2 separate regions of the Sus scrofa genome follow, and region 2 is linked to region 1. Evidence: chromatin contacts called from public Hi-C data. All regions are on one chromosome and are shown on one strand. Each heading gives the region's core, a stretch centred on a gene start, on an enhancer-like site or on the middle of the called end of the contact. The rest is flanking DNA. Distances are from core to core; before and after follow the strand shown. Region 1 holds the start of TPX2 (targeting protein for Xklp2). Region 2 holds the start of TM9SF4 (transmembrane 9 superfamily member 4).

Evidence for each region. Hi-C and Micro-C count contacts between places; a contact is called where the count stands out from the background.
Region 2: a Hi-C map of liver shows a contact between it and region 1, with 4 times the contacts expected there. The contact joins the promoter of TM9SF4 here to the promoter of TPX2 in region 1. A contact is called at or near these places in 1 of 5 promoter capture datasets (liver) and 3 of 47 Hi-C or Micro-C datasets (heart right ventricle, liver and skeletal muscle).

The regions. Positions count from the first base shown.
Region 1 is chr17:35,427,573-35,433,453 of Sscrofa11.1, forward strand. TPX2 (targeting protein for Xklp2) reads left to right here and starts at 3,699. Exons shown (of 19, transcript XM_021078098.1): 1 at 3,699-3,851; 2 at 4,284-4,421.
Region 2 is chr17:35,762,918-35,768,798 of Sscrofa11.1, forward strand. It overlaps TM9SF4 (transmembrane 9 superfamily member 4), which reads left to right and starts at 2,186. Exons shown (of 18, transcript XM_005672825.3): 1 at 2,186-2,429. The coding sequence starts at 2,415.

The sequences.
Region 1 (5,881 bases), core at 2,449-4,948:
TGGCATCACCAGATCCTTAACCCACTGAGAGAGGCCAGGGATCGAACCTGCGTCCTCATGGATGCTAGATTCGTTTCCTCTGAGCCACGATGGGTACTCCCTTCTTGGGAAGTTCCTGCACGCATCCCGACCTCCTGGCATTGCCTCATTCACTCACTCACTGAGCACTTTCTGCCTAGCAGGCCTGGACAGAGCACAGCTTTGACACCCCTTCCCACCTCATATCAAGCAAGCAAGCTTTACCTCCACTGCTATCAATGGCCCTGCAGGGACCTGGAGGTTGGGTGATGTGTCTGCTGAAAATGGGCAGCCTAGGCAGAAACTGTCCTCTCTTCTTCTCTGTCCAGCTGTCCCTTCCTCCTCTTCTTGCCATCCACCTTTAGGGGCCTGGTGAGCAAATGGCTTTGCATTTATCACCTCCAAATATATAATTAATTTATCTATTTACCTTGTTTAGTGTCCACTAGAATGTCTGCTCCCTGAGGACAGAAATTTTGTCTGTCTTTTCACTGCTGAATCCCCACTTTGCATAGCAACTGGCACATAGTAGGCGCTCAGTAAATGCAGTGACTGTGCCTCTGTATCTCTGTGGGAAAGATGCTAAGTGTGTCTCTTGGAACTAAACTTAGAAACAAAAGTCCTAGGTTGTAGGGAGCACATGCTTTTTTTTTTTTTTTTTTTTTTTTTGTCTTTTTGCTATTTCTTTGGGCCACTCCCGCGGCATATGGAGGCTCCCCAGGCTAGGGGTCGAATCGGAGCTGTAGCCACCGGCCTACACCACAGCCACAGCAACGCGGGACTCGAGCCGCTTCTGCAACCTACACCACAGCTCACGGCAACGCTTGATTGTTAACCCACTGAGCAAGGGCAGGGACCGAACCCGCAACCTCATGGTTCCTAGTCGGATTCGCTAACCACTGCGCCACGACGGGAACTCCCTATTGTTGTTTGTTTTTCATTTGTCAAACAGAATCTTAAAATTTGGTCTGATCAGTCTTTTCCTTTATGACTTAGTTTTTCCCTTGTGTCTGTCTTAAAAATTTCCAACCCAATGTCGTAAATATATTTTTTTAAAAACTTTAAAACTTAATTTTTAAATTATCTTTAGGGTTTTAATTCATCTGAAATTTGTTTTTGTAAATGGTATTGAATAAAAATTTAACATAATATTTTGCCCAAATGAAAAAAATATCCCAACTCCATTATCTGTTTGTCTCCATATGATTTGAAATTCTACTCAACATTTACTAAATTCTGATATACATGGGTCTATTTCTGGATGCTTAAATTCTTCTACTGATTTTTTTTTTGTTAAATTTTTTTCTATGGCAATACCCTGCCTAAAAAAGAACTGTGGAAAATTTCAAACAAATATATGTATGTGTATGTCTATATGTATCATGAACCTGTTGCTTGTGTGTTTTGTTGTTGTTGTTTTTGTTTTTGCTTTTTTTATAGTTGCACCTATAGCATATGGAAGTTCCCAGGTTAGGGGTGGAATCCGACCTGCAGCTGCCAGCCTATGCCATAGTCTCAGCAATGCAGGACCTGAGCCAAGTTGTGACCTACACCACAGCCCACAGCAATGCTGGATCCTTAACCCATTGAGCAAGGCCACAGATTGAACCTGGATCCTCATGGATACTATGTCATATTTGCAACCCACTGAGCCACAACAGGAACTTGCTGTCACTCAGTTTTAATAATTATTAATTTGTGGCTAATCTTGTCTCATCTATACTCCCATCTACTTTCCTTCCAGCATACTCCAGATAATTTTGAAGCACATTCCAGACACACTTCATCCTCATCATTTCTATATGTGTCTCTAAAAAATAAGGAGTGTTAAAAAATAAAAGCACCCCCCCCACTCTTGCAGGGGTTTTAAAATTTTTTGTTTTCCTTGGAACTCCCTCCTTCCCTTTCTTTCTTTTTCTGTTTCTATTTTTTTTGGTCCCACCTGTGTCATTTGGAAGTTCCAGGGCCAGGGATCAAACTCTCACCACAGCAGTAACCAGCACCTCAGCAGTGATAACTTGGGATATATGGCTGAGCCAGCAGGGAACTCCTGATGTTTATGTCTTGAAGAAACTAGATCTTTTTTTCCTGTCAAATTTTCCCATCTGGATTTTGCTGATTGAATCCCCGTGGAGTCAATTAATAAGACTTTTTTTTTTTTTTTTTCCAGCACCAATGGCACATGGAAGTTCCCAGGCCAGGGATTGAACCCAAACCTCAGCTATGATTTGCCATAGCTGCAGCAATGCTGGATCCTTAACCCACTGGGCTGGGCTGGGGGGCTTGTAATGGAGTCCCCACACCCCAGAGACAAGCAGGATCTTTAACCTGCTGTGCCACTGTGGGAACAGCAATACTTTAAAAATTACTATAATCTCATATATTAATATTTATGAGATCTGGTATGGCAATTTCTATTATGTTTTCAAAATTCAGATGCTCTTTCTCTTCCACATGAATTTTAGAATCAACTTGGCAAATTCCATGACAAAACCTATCAGGATTTTCATTGGAATTGCCTTGAACTTTTTTGGGGGTCGGGGGGTGTGCCCAGGGCATGAGGAAATTCCCAGGCCAGGGATCCACCCCAGACACAGCAATGAGAACGTGGAATCCTTAACCACTAGGCCACCAAGAAACTTTGTGCCTTGAACTTTTAACATGGAAAATTTACAGTATTATATATATCCCCATCTATTAATAAGGTATATACCCTTATTTAATTATTTTTATAGTTACTCAACGAAGTTTTCCCTTTAGAAAAATCTACTGTGAAGATCTTAGGTATATTTTTCAAAACTTTGTAGCCTTTCTTGTTATATGTGTTTATTTTGGCCTCCCACGCGGCAAATGGAGTTGCCTGGCCAGGAATAAGATCCTAGCCAAAGCAGCACTTGCGGCAAAATCACAATTCCTGACCCTGAACCCACTGTGCCCAACCGGGGATCCAATATCAGTCCCAGCGCTCTCAAGAGACCAATGATCCCACTGCACTACAGAGGAAACTGCTTTTGTTATTACGAACGTTCATCTTCTTGTTCTGTCCTTGCTATTATCCTCTAATTGACTACTGATGATGTATAGGACCAGACATTCTTAATTCAAATCCCATCTCCTCCACTTAAAAAATATGACTTTTGATGTTTATTCAACTTCTCTGGGCCTTTGTTTTCTCTTCTACAATACGACAGTAAAAAAGCTAAGGATGTAGATGGAATTAAAAGGGGAGGACCAAGCACCGCCAAATCACCGCTTTAGCCAGTAATATCAGGGCGTGGACTGGATAAAGAGTTCGAGAGACTCCACACTTGGCAGAGACTCCGGGGGCGAGTCTATATTGCATGCAGAGGACTCGATGTTAAAACGAAGTGAATTCTCGTGAATATTCAAAGCACTATGCATAACTACAGGGAGAATAATAAAAAAAAATGAGAAATTCTCTTCCGTGAATGTTTTGGGGAGGTCCAGGACGCACGCCGTTCTGTTACCTAAATTCGACCTCCACCTCTTCAGTTGGTAGTACCATCTTTCCCAAAGAGTTTGGAGCGAAGCATTCTGGGCTTTGTAGTAATTTCTTCTTTGGAATTATCCCTACCGACTCAGGCTCTTGTACTACATTTCCCAGAAGCCTCTGGGGCCGGTTGTTTGCTCGTCCCTCAGGCTGACTTCCGGCGCCGCTGAGATCTCTCGGGCCAATCGGGAGGCTGGGCTAGCCGGATCCTGGCTCTCTGATTGGTGCGTTTGACTGGAGAGTCTGGGTTCAAATTTTCAACGGTACTGAATGAATCCCGCGGCGGGTTTTCTGGGCGGTCGGTTGTCAGCGCCGAGGTGAGGTGAGCCGTGGGGAGAAAAGGGGAGCACCCAGGGCTCAGGGCAGGCTTCTCCCTGATTTCGAGCTTCTGGAGGTCGCCTCCCAGCGCTGCCTTGAGGGCCTGGCTTCTGGGAAAGTGTGCTGCAGGGGCGCCGTTCTGTCCTGCGTAGCGGGAGCCGGGCTTCCGGCCACCCTTCTCTTGGTAATAGGATTTCCCCGTGAAGTCCGTCCGGATCGGGTCTAGCGAGCTGTGTCTTCAGGTAGAGGCAGAGGCCGGCTTGGGAAATAGGTGGAAGGAGGAGTTGGGGGAGACTATGGGCTAAGGATAACGGTAACGACAATTATATTACCCAGCACACATGAAACAGGCGTTTATTGGACTAAGCACTGTTTTCTCATTTAATTTTCACCCAAAGCCGGTGAAGTTAGTGCTATTCTTATCCTTCTTTTATAGGGAGTAAACTGAGGCCTGTAATCTAGAAACATTTTGAGAAAAGGGTGATAAACTGTAGCCCCGCCCTCAAGAAGGCATTTAGCGGAGGAAAACAGCCACAGACAACTGCATTTCAGAACAACTGTGTAAGTTGGAAAGGTAAATGAGGTGGTGTGAGAACATAATTGAGGGCAAGTTTAATTCCACTTGGAGTTGTCTTTCTGTTGGGGGATTTAAAATTCATTGTTTTATCCCTGTCTGCCCAGCCCTTCCTCTTTGTGTGGAACCACTAGTTACTATTGCCTTTCTAATTTCCTATCCTAAAACATGTAGAGATTGAAGAGGGAAGGAAAAGTGAACCAGGCTATAATATTGTGGGATTGTTTTTTTTCTCCTGTTCTCTTTTTTTCCTTTTGTTCGCCCCCGGCAGCATATGTGCCACAGTTGGAACCCTTCCCTGGTTTCTAGATACATGGTTTCTTTTCTCACGACTTTCTAATATTCAAGTACCAAGCATTTCCTGCCAATCAGTCCTGCTTGGGACAAGACAGCATCTGAGTGCTCTACTGATTTCGCTTTATTTATTTATTTATTTTTTAAACTTATTATTATTTTGTCTTTTTAGGGCCAAACGAGGGGCATATGGAAGTTCCCAGGCTAGGGGGTCAAATAGGAGCTGTAAGCTCCTGGCCTATGCCGCAGTTCATGGCAATGCTGTATCCTTACTCACTGAGCAAGGCCAGGAATCAAACCCATACCCTCATGGATACTACTTGGGTTTGTTACTCCTGGGCCATAACAGGAACTCTCTGATTTTGCTTTAAGATCATTGCTTGGATTTCTCCCTGGTTCAGCCTTACCTTATCTTGCCATCCTATGGCCTGTCTTTGAATTTGTCTCACTCATCAGATGTCAACATTTGAACTATTTTCTGTGTTACTAAGGATATTTTTATGTTGTGATCTCAGTATATCACACCCCCTGTCCTGCTATCCCTAAATCAAACTTGGTTGTTTTGGAGTCATACTGTGAGTGTGTCTGTTCAGCATTAAGTTGTCACTCTTGGTTTCAAAATTATTGTGGTTCCCAGCTCACTCAGGTAATTAATTGACCTTTGAGGGTTGTACTCTGTGCTCAGATTGGTACTAGATGCTGTGCATATACAGATATGAGGTTTCTGCTATGCTTCAGGACAAAAGTCTGAATCAAATTGACAAGTGACAATTAGCACAAAACAGCATCTGAGTGCTCTGTTGTTTTGTACTGTAAGTGCCCTGGCAATTTAGAGGTGAGGGAGATCAAGGAGTCTTAAAAGGGACAAGGGTGAGCGTTCCCCGTTAGCTCAGTCTTAACCAGCATTGTCACTGCTGTGGCTCAGGTTCAATCCCTGGTCCAGGATCTTGTGCATGTCTCAGGCACAGCTAAGAAAAGACACACACAAAAAACAAAAAGCAACCCAAAAAACACCCCAAAACAGGCAGGAGTGGCTTTGGGAAGCAGGTAGGACACAAACTACTCTTGATAAAGTGAATTTAGTTAGAACTGAACTAGAACCATCTTGGTGCATGAAAATCTCTCATTCAATATCTGTTGAATTAGAAAGGCAAGAAGGCTTTATT
Region 2 (5,881 bases), core at 936-3,435, 330 kb after region 1:
AAGCAACACCAGATCCAAGCTGAGTCTGTCTGCAAGCTGAGTCTGTCTGCAAACTACACCACAGCTCATGGCAACACCAGATCCTTAACCCACTGAGGCCAGAGATGGAATCCGCATCCTCATGGATACTAGTCGGGTTCATAACCCACTGAACTCCTAACTCCAGGATTCTGATATATTTATGTATGTTACCAAAGGAGACTGGGATCTGAAAGCCTTTGGGAAAAACAGAAAGTATAAGGAGAGTAAAAAGAAATACTGAGGAATAATGAGCCATTTTTGGGGGGTTTTGTTCCTTATCAATCATCTCCCTTAAGGCATCCAGAAATAATGGCAAACACCTAGGATTCAAGCTCCAGAAGTGGTTCCAAGTTTGGAGCCTATGGCTTAGTAGCTGTGACACTTCAGACAAATCCCTCCCCTAGTCTTTCAAGCTTCCTCCCCTTGAGGATTTATCTGTTCTGCTACTCTTCAGGGTGGTTGTGTGGGTCACAGGAGTTATTACATATGTGTTTCAATTATTTATTGCTGCATGAGAAACTACTCCAAAATCTAAAACAACTAGGCTCAGCTGGGCAGGTTTTTTGCTCCATGTGGCATCAGATAAGATTATGCATATGGCTGCATTCGGCTGGCAGTTCAGCTAGGGTTAGAATGTCTGTGATGATTTCATTTACATTCTAGTGCTCAGCTGGAATCTAGAGTATCTTGAGGAGTTAGCTGGGCCTCCCTCCTCCATGTGGCTCTCCAGCTGGGTAGCCAGACATCTTTAGACCCAAGATAATAGAAGCAAAAGCTGCCAAGTCTCTTCAGGCTTAGACTCAGAATTGGCAGGGTCATTTATACAACATTCTATGGGTTAAAGCAAGTGATAAGACCAGCCAGATTCAAAAGGAGGAGAAATAGCTTACTCCTTGATGGGAGAAACAGCATCCTCATGCAAAGATGAGAGGGCTTATTGGCAGCCGTCTTTGCCCACAATCCACCACAGTCATGCTCATAGGTGGGGAATCAAAGTTCAATTGACCCCCTACCAAAAGGTAGGATTAGACTAGAGTCTTACGAATAGTTTTTGCATAATGCCAAACACTGTAGCACACAGCAAATGTTCAGTAAGTGATTATTATTAACCATTATTATTTTAACAACTTCCCCTAACAGTTACAGATAGCACAGGTACTATATCCACTTCACAGTGATACATGGACCAATGATAACACCACAACTCTTTGGGTTCCCTTTTCCAGATACTGGAAACTGAGGCTTAGGAAGGTTGAGTGACCTGCCTTGAGTCATACGCTTAGGTAGCTAGCACATGGTGAAATCCACATTCAAAAATGTCTTCCCCTGGAATTCCTGCTGTGGCACAACTGAATCATCAGAGTCTGCAGTGTCAGGAGGCAGGTTTGATCCCTGGCCTGGCACAGTGGGTTAAAGAATCTGGCAGCTCAGAGCTGACCCCTAGCAGAGGAACTTCATATGCTGCAGAGCAGCCAAAAAAAAAAAGAAAAAAAAAAGTATGTGTGTGTGTGTGTGTGTGTGTGTGTGTGTATTATATATAGTCTTCCTTCACTAACTATGCTGTTTTTCCTTCATTCATTGGCATCCACCATATGCTCAAAGGAGTATACATAAGAGTATAATGAGGAGTTCCCTGGTGTCTCAGCAGGTTAAGGATTCGGCTTTATCATTGTGGCTCAGATTGCTGCTATCAAGTGTGTTTGATCCCTAGCCCCAGGAACTTCCATAGGCAGTGGGTGCGGCCAAAAAAAAAAACAAACAAAAACAAACAAACAAAAAAAACGGTATAATGACAATTAGTTATTGAATAATACTACATAACATTATGTCACTGGATCCTTACCGTAAGTCTATAATGAAGGTATTATAATAATCCCCTCTCCATTTCACAGATACGAATGAGGCAGTGAGGTTAAAGACAGCATCTTACCCACAGAGGGATTATAATCTATTGGAGAGGATATAGAATATTCAAGCAAATAATTAAAAACATAATTACAAATTATTCGGTTAATAGAGCCCTGGTACCGACCCAGTGGGGAACCTCAGGTAACCCTGGCAAAGGGTCTCCCTGCCAATAGTAAAGATGGAGCCCACAGAACAAGCGCGTTTACGCACACCGCCATTACCCACAATGCAGTGGCAGGAGGGGGAGGAGCAGGTTCTGCCAGAAGTTAATATGGTCCCCATAGTTACACCATCCTCTCTTTTCACCTAATCAGCGACCTGATTGCCCAGACCAGGCTACCGATCAGGAACTAAGCCTCCTTCGTGCCTCCACTCACCGTGACCACAGGAGCGACTGAAGCCAGGCAGCACCTCAAGGAGTTCAACTCCGTAACCAAGGAAACACCACTTCCGCTGACGTCATTACGGCGACACGTGGATCCAAGATGGCGGCGGGGATGGTGAGTGAAGGAGACTCTGGGAGCCGGAGAAGGAGCGGGGCCCTCCGGGGATCCCAGGACCCTCTGGTGTCCTATTCCTGGTCTGATCCATCTCCACGACCCCTAGCTCAGGCCTGAGAGACATTCCTGATTGGACTCGTTTATCCATAAACTCCGCCCCTTGCCCCGGCCTTTGCCCTGCACTCAGGCCTGTCAAGGCCCGAAGTTTTGGGGGAGGCACAGGGTCGGAGGAAAGGTCTTGGCTGCACCCTCCGCCAGTTCTTATTCTGACTTTGGTCCCTTCCATTATGACCTCCACTTTCCAATTTTCACATCCCAGCCCTGTCCCTTCTGAAGAGCCCCCCATTATTTCCACCTTCGCTCCTTCTCACGTCCAAACCCCGCTCTCTCCGCCACTCCGCCTCTCCACTATCCTGACTAGTACGCGGATGCGACCTCACTTCTGTCCAGCCTCCCAGCCCAAGCCATGTCCTCACTACTACCCTCGACTGTTCCCACCGCGCACCTGTAACGCCTGCCAGTGCCCCGAAGCATGCTTTTACCCGCCCCCCATGCATTCTCCATCCCCACATCCATCCCTAATCATTTATCCTGCCTTTTCTCAACTCCCTGCCTCTCTCCTGGGGAGCTTTTATCCCACTGGTTCTCAACTTTACTGTGCGTAAGACTGGGCGGCGGGGGGGGGAGGGGTGATGGGGGAGACTTGTTAAAAATGCAGTTTCCAAAGATTCTAATTCGTAAGGCTAGGTGATGCCCAGGAATCTGCACTTTTATAAGACTCCAGTGATTATGATGGTCTGTAATTTTGTTTTGAAAAGCACTATACCAGCCCCGCGTGGCTCCATCACCTACCTATGCTCCTACAGGGCCACACAGCTCATTAGGATGAAGCCTGTGTGAGGATAAGGGTGTATGGACAAGCTGTACAAGGAAAGTGGGTCAGGACTTGCTGGCTCCTGGTGCAGAACGCTGGAAGTAGATCTATGAAGGACTAGCCCAGTCTCCTTACAGAAACTCGGCTGATGTTCTGTTTGTCAAGAAACCAGAACTAGGGAGTTCCCATTATGGCACAGTGGAAACGAATCTGACTAGTATCCATCAGGATGCGGGTTCGATCCCTGGCCTTGCTCAGTGGGTCAGGGATCCGGTCGCAGACTTGGCTCAGCTCCTGAGTTGCTGTGGTGTAGGCCGGTAGCTGCAGCTCCGATTTGACCCCTAGCCTGGGAACTTCCATATGCCGCAAGTGTGGCCCTAAAAAAGCAAAAAAAAAAAAAAAAAAAAAAAGAAGGAAAGAAACCAGAACCAAAACTGAAGTCACTTAGTCCAAACTAGTTTTCTAGGTGTGCCTGTATGTTGCTTCCTCAGCAGGTAATTTCATCCTGTGAGTGCTTGCAAAGGACATTTGACTTTAGCAAAGGAAAATTCTTTTTTAATTCTTTGGTTTGATTTTCTCCAAACAGGTGTAGGTTATCAGCTGATAACAAGTTCCCCTCCAGCTAACCAACTGATAAATTATCTTTTTTTTATTTAATGAGGGATTCATTATTTAGAACCTCAGGGGTCAGCCAGAAGACTTAATAGCCTTGCTGTGGTTTTAGACTTCAGTCTGTTATCACAGTGGGGAAAGACCCCAAAAGTGGCATGTTGAAACCCATTTTTTTTCCTGGACCACATTCTGGACAAGGATGGTGTAAGAACTTAACAGGAAAGTCACACCCTCTTTTGCCATAGGGAAAAAGTTCAATAAAGTGACATTTACAGCATTGCACTGGGAAATTCTTGCCCTGTTCAAAAGTTTTTAAGAGGTAATAAGTTAGCGATACGTATTTCTGGTACTCGTTTATTTAATCAACAAATATTTGAGTGCCTGCTCTGTGCCAAGACCTAGGGATGTACTGGTAAATTAGAGGGTCAAGGTCCCTACCCTTGAGCTTTTCTAGTCTGCAGACAGTCAGTGAGTAACTAAACAAATAAACCAGCAAGGTAATGTCAGATAGTGGTAAGTGCTATGAAGACAGCAAAGTGAAGTGATGGTGATTGGGGGTGACAAGGTGATGCAACTGCTTTGGATTAAGTGGTTAGAGTTCTCTTCTCAGAGAAAGTGACATGAGTTGAGAGCTGATTGACAAGAAACCAGCATTGCAAAGAGTGTTCCAGGCAAAGGAGATGGCAAGTGTCAAGGACCAAGGGGGGAAGGGGGGAGTTCCCGTTGTGGCACAGTTGAAACACCAATCTGACTAGTAACCGTGAGGGCACGGGTTCCATCCCTGGCCTTGCTCAGTGGATTAAGGATCTGGTGTGGCTGTGGCTGTGGTGTAGACTGGCAGTTACAGCTCCGATTCAGCCCCTAGCCTGGAAACTTACATATGCCATTGGTGCAGCCCTAAAAAGAAAAAGGAAAAAAAAAACTGGAAAAGTGTAAGTTTGAGGAACACAGAAGGCTAGAGTGGCTGAAACATGGTGGGGGTGGGGTTGGGGGTGGGGGCCAGAGGGTGATAGGAGACAGAATTGGAAAGAGGCAGGAGGAGCAGTGTTTCTAGAAGCATGCCTGTATTTGCTATAGTCCACAGTTTGTGGACTGCGTTTTCAAAGACTTCTATTCAGGTGCTTCTCCATCCCAGCTTCTCCAGAACATTCCATGAAGGGAGCTAGCTTATTCTCAGCCTGCAGAGAAACCATGGAAAGGAGTTTGAATCTTATTCTAAGCACAGAGTGGAAAGCACAGTGATTTAGTGTTTGTCACCTGGAAGCACCTGTGCTTTCATGGTGAATACCGTAACTCATTTCAAGAAACAGGATGTAATGTATACAGTGACCCACAGAGGCCAGTTTAAAGAGTGTCCGTGAGAAACTTCGTATTTGATGCAATAGTGAGAAGGTGTGGAAGCAAGTTTATTACAGGCGGATATGTGTGACAGGCAGAGTGGGCAGATAGACTTGAGTTTGGTCTGTGTTTAGCACTTTATTACACGGAAGTCGTAACAGCTTATACACAGAGATTATTTCCTGACCGTTGGAGATGAAAGTGTGTGGATCTGCTTTGGGGTGTCTGGGTTTCTGAGGCAAGTTGTAGGACCAAAGAGGAACTGAGCTAATAGGTTAGGTGGCCGTGGGAACATGTTGGGGTTGTTTTGAAAGTTAGGGTTGTAGGTTCAAGTTTCAAGTGGTGTTGATGGATTTTTCCCTCCCTCTGTTTCCTTAGTGATTGACTCTTCTTCCCCAGGGGCTGCCACCCCACCCTGGTCTATGTTAGCACAATAGGTGTTTCCTGAACCTGCAGGGGGAGACTTCCCCCGGCCTAGGAGTAGATGGCTATTGTAAACTGAAGTTCTCTCCAGTTTTCCTGCCTTCCTCCTGCCCTGGAATTAGATGACTCTCTAAAGTTACAGGATACCGAGTCAATCGAGCTGGGTCTGAGGTGGGAAGCAGGCTCATGGCTCACTCCTTTTTTT